2 separate regions of the Manis pentadactyla genome follow, and region 1 is linked to region 2. The links are chromatin contacts, called in public Hi-C maps. All regions are on one chromosome and are shown on one strand. Each heading gives the region's core, a stretch centred on a gene start, on an enhancer-like site or on the middle of the called end of the contact. The rest is flanking DNA. Distances are from core to core; before and after follow the strand shown. Region 1 holds the start of AHR (aryl hydrocarbon receptor). Region 2 holds the start of LOC118917090.

Region 1 (3,117 bases), core at 464-2,963, 260 kb before region 2:
TTTAAGAAAAACACACACTTATTTGCTCCGAGTAAAAGTCTGATGTGCTCTTAAAAGTGTCTATGAAAATTTGAAAGATTTGAAGTAAGGTAACTCAGAGATAATAATTAGGAATAGACAATGAAAACAGCCAACTAACAAAAGTAAATCAGTCTCAGGCACAGATTTTTTTTCATAAAAAAAAATTTAAGTATTTGCTAGCTCACACAAACACCCCACCAAAACAAACAAGTCTAAGTTTATAATCAATCTATTAGAATTGACAAAACTTTGAAGAAGGGGAAAAAGGAAATTAGAGAAAGATGCTAAGAATGAAAGCGCCTGCCTGTTTAGTAATTCCAGGTCTAAATCCTTTGCTTTATAGACACAAAATCACCCCAAAAGTGACAAGAAAGCTTCCCAAAAAGGAAGCTGAAAATACAAATACCCCTACACTCACTCGTGTCTGCTCATCTCTGTACATTTTACCGACATAGTCACATTGAAGGATACAAAATTACTGCCGAAGTAGTAAGAAAGAACGCAACAGAAAGCCAGTTGCACCGGACCTAAGAAATACCTTCAGGGGCACTCAGCCCCTTTCTAGCAGACGGCAAGTGTTGAGCTCTTTAAAAACATCTCGTCCTGCCAGAATTGGGAATTATAACACTCCTTTAACCTATGAGGATATTAAAAGTGGAATGGGATTTCAAGATAGGTTTATGTTAACTCATCCACCAGCCCACAGGGCTGACCTGGCTGTCAACAAATTAGACCATATTAGAACAGAGCTGCAAATGGCTGGGGGCATTAGAGGGTGAATGTGCGCTGGGGACGGGAAGGCAATTTTTAAAATACAATCATCAAAAACAGAAAAATCCAAGGCCTGGGTCTCCCGACCGGCCTCCAAATCTCGAGTCCATGGATCGTGTGAGGAAACGACCTAACCCAGCCTGCGGGGACCTGGGTGCGGGGTGGGCGTCCACCCCAGCGCCGAGGACGCGCTCCGGGCACTCACGTTTTCTGCACCGGCTTTCGCCGCTTGCGACTGGCATAGGCTACGTTGGCGCCGCTGCTATTCATGGTGACGGCTGGCGGCGGCTCCTCACCGGGTGCGGGCGCGGTCCCCGGGACCAGGCAGCAACTGGGCGACGGCAGTAGCCGACGCCGGACTCCACGAAGCCGCGCCGCTCCACCTGCGTTCTCCCCGGGCGGTGGCGAAGACGCTCGCCCCCCGAGCCTCGGCTCCCGCAGCCCCGAGCGTTCAGGTGCGCCGCCCGGGCCTGGCTCCCGAGAACGAGGGGCGGGGACCGGCGAACCAGGCGGCGCAGGTGCCGTCTACACCCGGGGAGGCGGTGCAGCGTACCCGCAGGTGAGGCGGCCCGGGCGGAGGAGGAGCCTGCACCGCCTGTTTGGAATCCTGGCCTGGGTCGCGCGCTTTGGCGCCGCGCCCCGTGACCGTCGCAGCAGCCCGTTGGGTAAGAGAGGCACCGCCGCGCAGCTCCCTGGGCTTCCCCGGTCCTGGGTGCTTCCCGTCTGCGGAGCTTGGGCTCCAGCTGCCTCTCCGGTGCCACCAGCTTCCGCTCAGCAACGCGGATGTCTCTGGTCTGAGCCGGTGGTCCTGGTCAAGCTCGCGGGACCGAGCGTCGAGTGGACTCCCCCGGCGTTACCTCCCACCGAGGCGAGGACCAGCTGAATAGCAGAAGCGCCCCGGACCCACTCCGGCCCCGCCCATCTCCTTGTAGCCCCGCCCGGTCCTGCTTAGCCACGCCCACGCACCATCTCCCCTGGGGGCGCCACCTCCTGGCACGTGGTGACGTAAGGCGTAACGGCGCCCCTCAGTAGCCATCTTCTTGAGGTCAAGAGGAGGATTATGTGGACACATTTCCAAACCATGAGAGGTGTGACCCCAAATTACATGTAGCCAAACTCTTTGTAACTAGATTATCTCAAGGACAGACATGCCAAATAGTGAGTTTAACTTCACCTGTATGAGAAACAGTGACTCAGCTAACTTGGACTAAGATTTACAGTGAGCTGGCAGATAACCAGTGGGGCTCTGAAGCTTCCTAGAGGAGGCGAGCTTCGGGAGGTCACATCTGAATTGAACTTGAAGGCTCGGAGTTTCCTTGCCTTTTTTTTTTTTTCTCTTTAATTGTCTCCATACTAGACAATATATTTTCCCCATCCAGAATAACTCTGTTAACCTATAGTCAGATTTCAATAGGATGGAATGGAACTAAGAAGGGAAGGACAAGGCATTTGGGGATAATAGTCTGGTATGATTAGAAAGGAGCTGGAAGTGAGAAGAGTCTAGATATTATTCTATAGTCAGTGGAAGCCTTTTAAAGATGCTTAGCAGGAAATTAGCATACTAGTGTCTTGGAAAAGTCAGGCGGGGAGAAAAATGCAAACAGGATTACAGGAGAACAAAACTGAATGCAGGGAGAGTAGTAGTTAGGGAGTTGTTGAAATAGTCCAGGTCAAAGTCCAGGGAAGTGGCAGTGAAATGGAGAAATTAAAGAAATGATAGAAAAGGATAAGGAAATAGGGGAAGAGAGGCAGCAATCTCAGATGACTCCAAGATTTCTGAGTATTTCTGTACTGTTACAGAGGACTGTGAACACAAAGGACTATATTTGCTTCTCAGGAACAGAAGGCCTTCCAGACTAAGATGTTCTCTAGCAATTTCTACCCTGTGAGTTTGTTACCTTAAATTCATTGCATCAATAAACTGAACTCATCTTTTTTTTTTAGCAGAAATTTTGCTATCATTGGCTTTACCATTCTCCAGATCAACCTATGAAATATTTTCAACTCCCCTATCACTTATATCTAATTATTCCAGCAAAACAAAAATTGTCTTCTTTGAAAGACAAATTTAATTCATCTCCCTTCACTTTATTCTTTAACAATAACAAAATGAGAATGCCCAGTCCCAATTCTATACCATTCAGAATTCCAAAACTGATATTATCCTTTCCACACATTAATTCAATCAAGAGATATTTTGGGGGTAACACCTATGTGCCAAGAATCATGCTAGTACTGGGTAAACAATGGTGGGCAAAACCAGAAATTCACCATGCTCTCAGAGTATGGAGAAGTACCTGGCTCAGTATGATCCTCTAGTATATT
Region 2 (3,401 bases), core at 178-2,677:
TAGTATTCCATTGTATGTATGTACCACATCTTCTTTATCCATTCATCTAGTGATGGACACTTAGGTTGCTTCCATATCTTGGCTATTGTAAAAAGTGCTGCAATAAACATAGGGGAGCATATGTCTTTTTTGAATCTGAGAAGTTGTATTCTTTGGGTATATTCCAAGGAGTGGGATTCCGGGGTCAAATGGTATTTCTATTTTTAGTTTTTAGAGGAACCTCCATATTGTTTTCCACAATGGTTGAACTAGCTTACATTCCCACCAGCAGTGTAGGAGCGTTCCCCTTTCTCCTCATCCTCACCAGCATTTGTTGTTCTTAGTCTTTTCGATGCTGGTCATCCTTACTGGTGTGAGGTGATATCTCATTGTGGTTTTAATTTGCATTTCCCTGATGATTAGTGATGTGGAGCACCTTCTCATGTGTCTGTTGGCCATCTGAATTTCTGCTTTGGAGAACTGTCTCTTCATATTCTCTACCCATTTGTTAACCGGGTTATTTGCTTTTTGGGTGTTGAGGTGTGTAAGTTCTTTATATATTTTGGATGTTAACCCCTTGTCAGATATGTCATTTACAAATACATTCTCCCATACTGTAGGATGCCTTTTTTGTTTTGTTGATGATGTCCTTCGCCGTACAAAAGTTTTTAGTTTGATGTAGTTCCATGAGTTCAATTTTGCTTTTGTTTCCCTTTCTCGAGGAGACGGGCTCAGGAAGAAGTTGCTCATGCTTATATTCAGGAGATGTTTGCCTATGTTGTCTTTTAAGAGTTTTATGGTTTTATAACTTACATTCAACCAGCACTTACTTTTAAGACTAAGTAAGGCAAAACATGAGCCTAGAGTAAGGCAGGCTTCATTTACACTCACAGATCTACTAATGATTATATACCCTAACAGCTACTCCAATATGTGCACCCCAAGGATGCAGTTATAGAAGAGGAAGACAGAAGAGAGAGACCTCATAAAATGGAGTCCGTCTAAGTTCAAACTGCAAATGAGACTTTATTTTATATGACAAATCAAACTCAAGACCAGAGCCAAGCAATATCGCTAATTCATTCTCCAGAGACACCTGTGGTACCATTAAGGCATCTTGCCAACTCCCTCAGACACCTACCTTGACAACACCCACACCTAATGCAGAAGATGATAAACCAACTCCTCACTAACAGATAACATGCATTTGGAGTCATGAGAAATTTTTAAGGTAGACAACAACAAAGAACGTTTTTGAATTTAAAATCGCTGTGGTTTCCAGCCAAGATGAAATAACAGGGACTGGATTTACCTTCCCTCATGAAACAACTAAAAAAATGGAAAACATTTATGAAATAATGATTTTCAAACACTGGACATCAGGCAGCACAGAATGGTGACCTAAGAGACAGGAAACGAAGACAGCGACCCTTGTGGCTGCCCGAGCATGTACAACCTGGAGAGAGTTCCTAGGCCAAAGCTCGGGGAGCTGGGACCAACATGGAGTCTGGGAAGTCCCTGGGTTGAAGAAGTGGAGCTAAGATTCCAGGGAGTCCAGGAATCCACAGGCAGATTCTTGAAGAGAGCCACACAGAGAGAGAGAGAGCAAGCTCAGGAGACCAGCAGAGGGCCCCTTCTGTGTCCTCAGTTGAACTCTGATCAGCACACAAGTGAGAAGAAACTAGCCAAGTCTGGGCAACAAAAAACACCTAAGGGAAAAATCCACAGAACTCACACAGGGACAGGAATAGAATATATTTCCCCTGTCAAAGTAAGGAAATGCTGTAATTCATGGGACATCAGATTGAACATTCAGAAGGGTTATTGCCTCAATAATGGATGATAAAAAATCAGTCCTAGACTGAAGCCTGTTCCAGTGCCACCTGATGGAATTTAAAACCTACATGGTTGAAATCATTTATTTCCCGTCTTTGGGGATGGTTTTCTTTCCCTCTGGTCCTTCAGTAAACATTCATTAAATGACTCCAAACTGAAGAGAGATTTTGACTTTATCCAGATTTCAGCATCTGACCCCCCAGTTATAAACGTGCAGAGGAGGACACAGGTGAGAACATCACAAAAGCGGAATAAGGCACATAGGTTGATTTGTGTTTTCTCCTCTACCTTGTTCTCCAGAGATCAGCAGATAAGTCTAACTGGGTAAAGTTATAAAATCTATCATTCCCTTAAGTTCAGTAAGTGTTTAGGGAACTTGGGATGACGACACTGAGAGGTATTTGCTTCCTCATTTTGAACAATGCACTGATTGTTCAGTAGCATTACTGTATCGTTGTTATGCAATTATCCACATAATATCATTCAGGCATTGCATCTCCCAGAGACCATGCTGTTGATCTTGCACCCATGACATTTGTTCCCAGCTCAATGTCACTGTTCATTAAAGCATGTGTTTGATAAACTTAGTAATGTTCCTATTGGAATTGTAAGTTAGTCTTCCAAGATTGGTCTCATAAGCCCTTTGCCTGAAAAAAGATTTTTTTTAATATTATTTTTTTGAAAGGGAGTCTTCTATGGTCTTACTTGGAAAACAGAACACCAAAGTTGTGATTTCCTGCAGGATTTCCCAACTGTTGTGATAAAATTCTTACATTCTTCAGAAAAACCCTGATGACACAACACTAAGTCGGTGATACTTGACGTCTCAAACAAGCACGGGAGGATACCAGATCCTGTGACGACATGGCTGATGCCATTTGATTTCTGAAACCAGTTGCTTTAGCCAGCAAGTCCCTGCTGACTTCCCCCTCGATGGATTCTATTTTGAGAGATTGCCTGGGAGGCAGTTGCCTGTAAGATTTTAGAAGCTGCGTGGAAAACGTCTGAGTCCAAAAGCTCTTATGCCTGCCCTCTCACTGTTGATAATTGTTTATCCGTCTCTGAAGGTCTGCACAGATGAGAACAAGCCATAGGATGGAACCACATTCTTCTTTGTTGATATTTAACTATCTAATGAAATGGTAACAGGTGGCTCTTTACCACTGTCCTGTGTGGAAAACCACATCTTAGTTCCTTCCTGGATTTAGCTATGGATCAGATAGTCATAAATTCCATATACAAGTCATGGGGCGGGGAGGGATTCAGATGGCACCCCTCTCTAGCTTTAATACAGTCCAGGCTTTATTGAGTTCCTATGACTTTGCAAGGGGCAACTGAGACGGGGAAGGGAAAAACCATTCTATTCACTCATATCCAGTGTGTTCTGATATGTTCTGCTCACCCATGTACTTTTCATAATACTGGAAAGATGTGTTTTGCTTTTGCTATAAAATGCAACTAGCACTCTCTTGCAAAATAAGAGGCTCATATTAATCCATATCTAGTCAAGAATTTATTCCAAGGGCACAGGATAAAATTAAAATGTAAGATGAATTCATCAAGCCCAGGGTTTAAAATAAATTGCC

What was found. Hi-C and Micro-C count contacts between places; a contact is called where the count stands out from the background.
Region 1: a Hi-C map of fibroblasts shows a contact between it and region 2, with 5 times the contacts expected there. The contact joins the promoter of AHR here to the promoter of LOC118917090 in region 2. A contact is called at or near these places in 3 of 3 Hi-C or Micro-C datasets (blood, fibroblasts and skin fibroblasts).

Annotation. Positions count from the first base shown.
Region 1 is chr7:91,675,542-91,678,658 of mManPen7.hap1, reverse strand. AHR (aryl hydrocarbon receptor) reads right to left here and starts at 1,713. Exons shown (of 11, transcript XM_036894489.2): 1 at 998-1,713. The coding sequence starts at 1,062.
Region 2 is chr7:91,410,048-91,413,448 of mManPen7.hap1, reverse strand. It overlaps LOC118917090, which reads left to right and starts at 1,427. Exons shown (of 6, transcript XM_057504969.1): 1 at 1,427-1,750. The coding sequence starts at 1,427.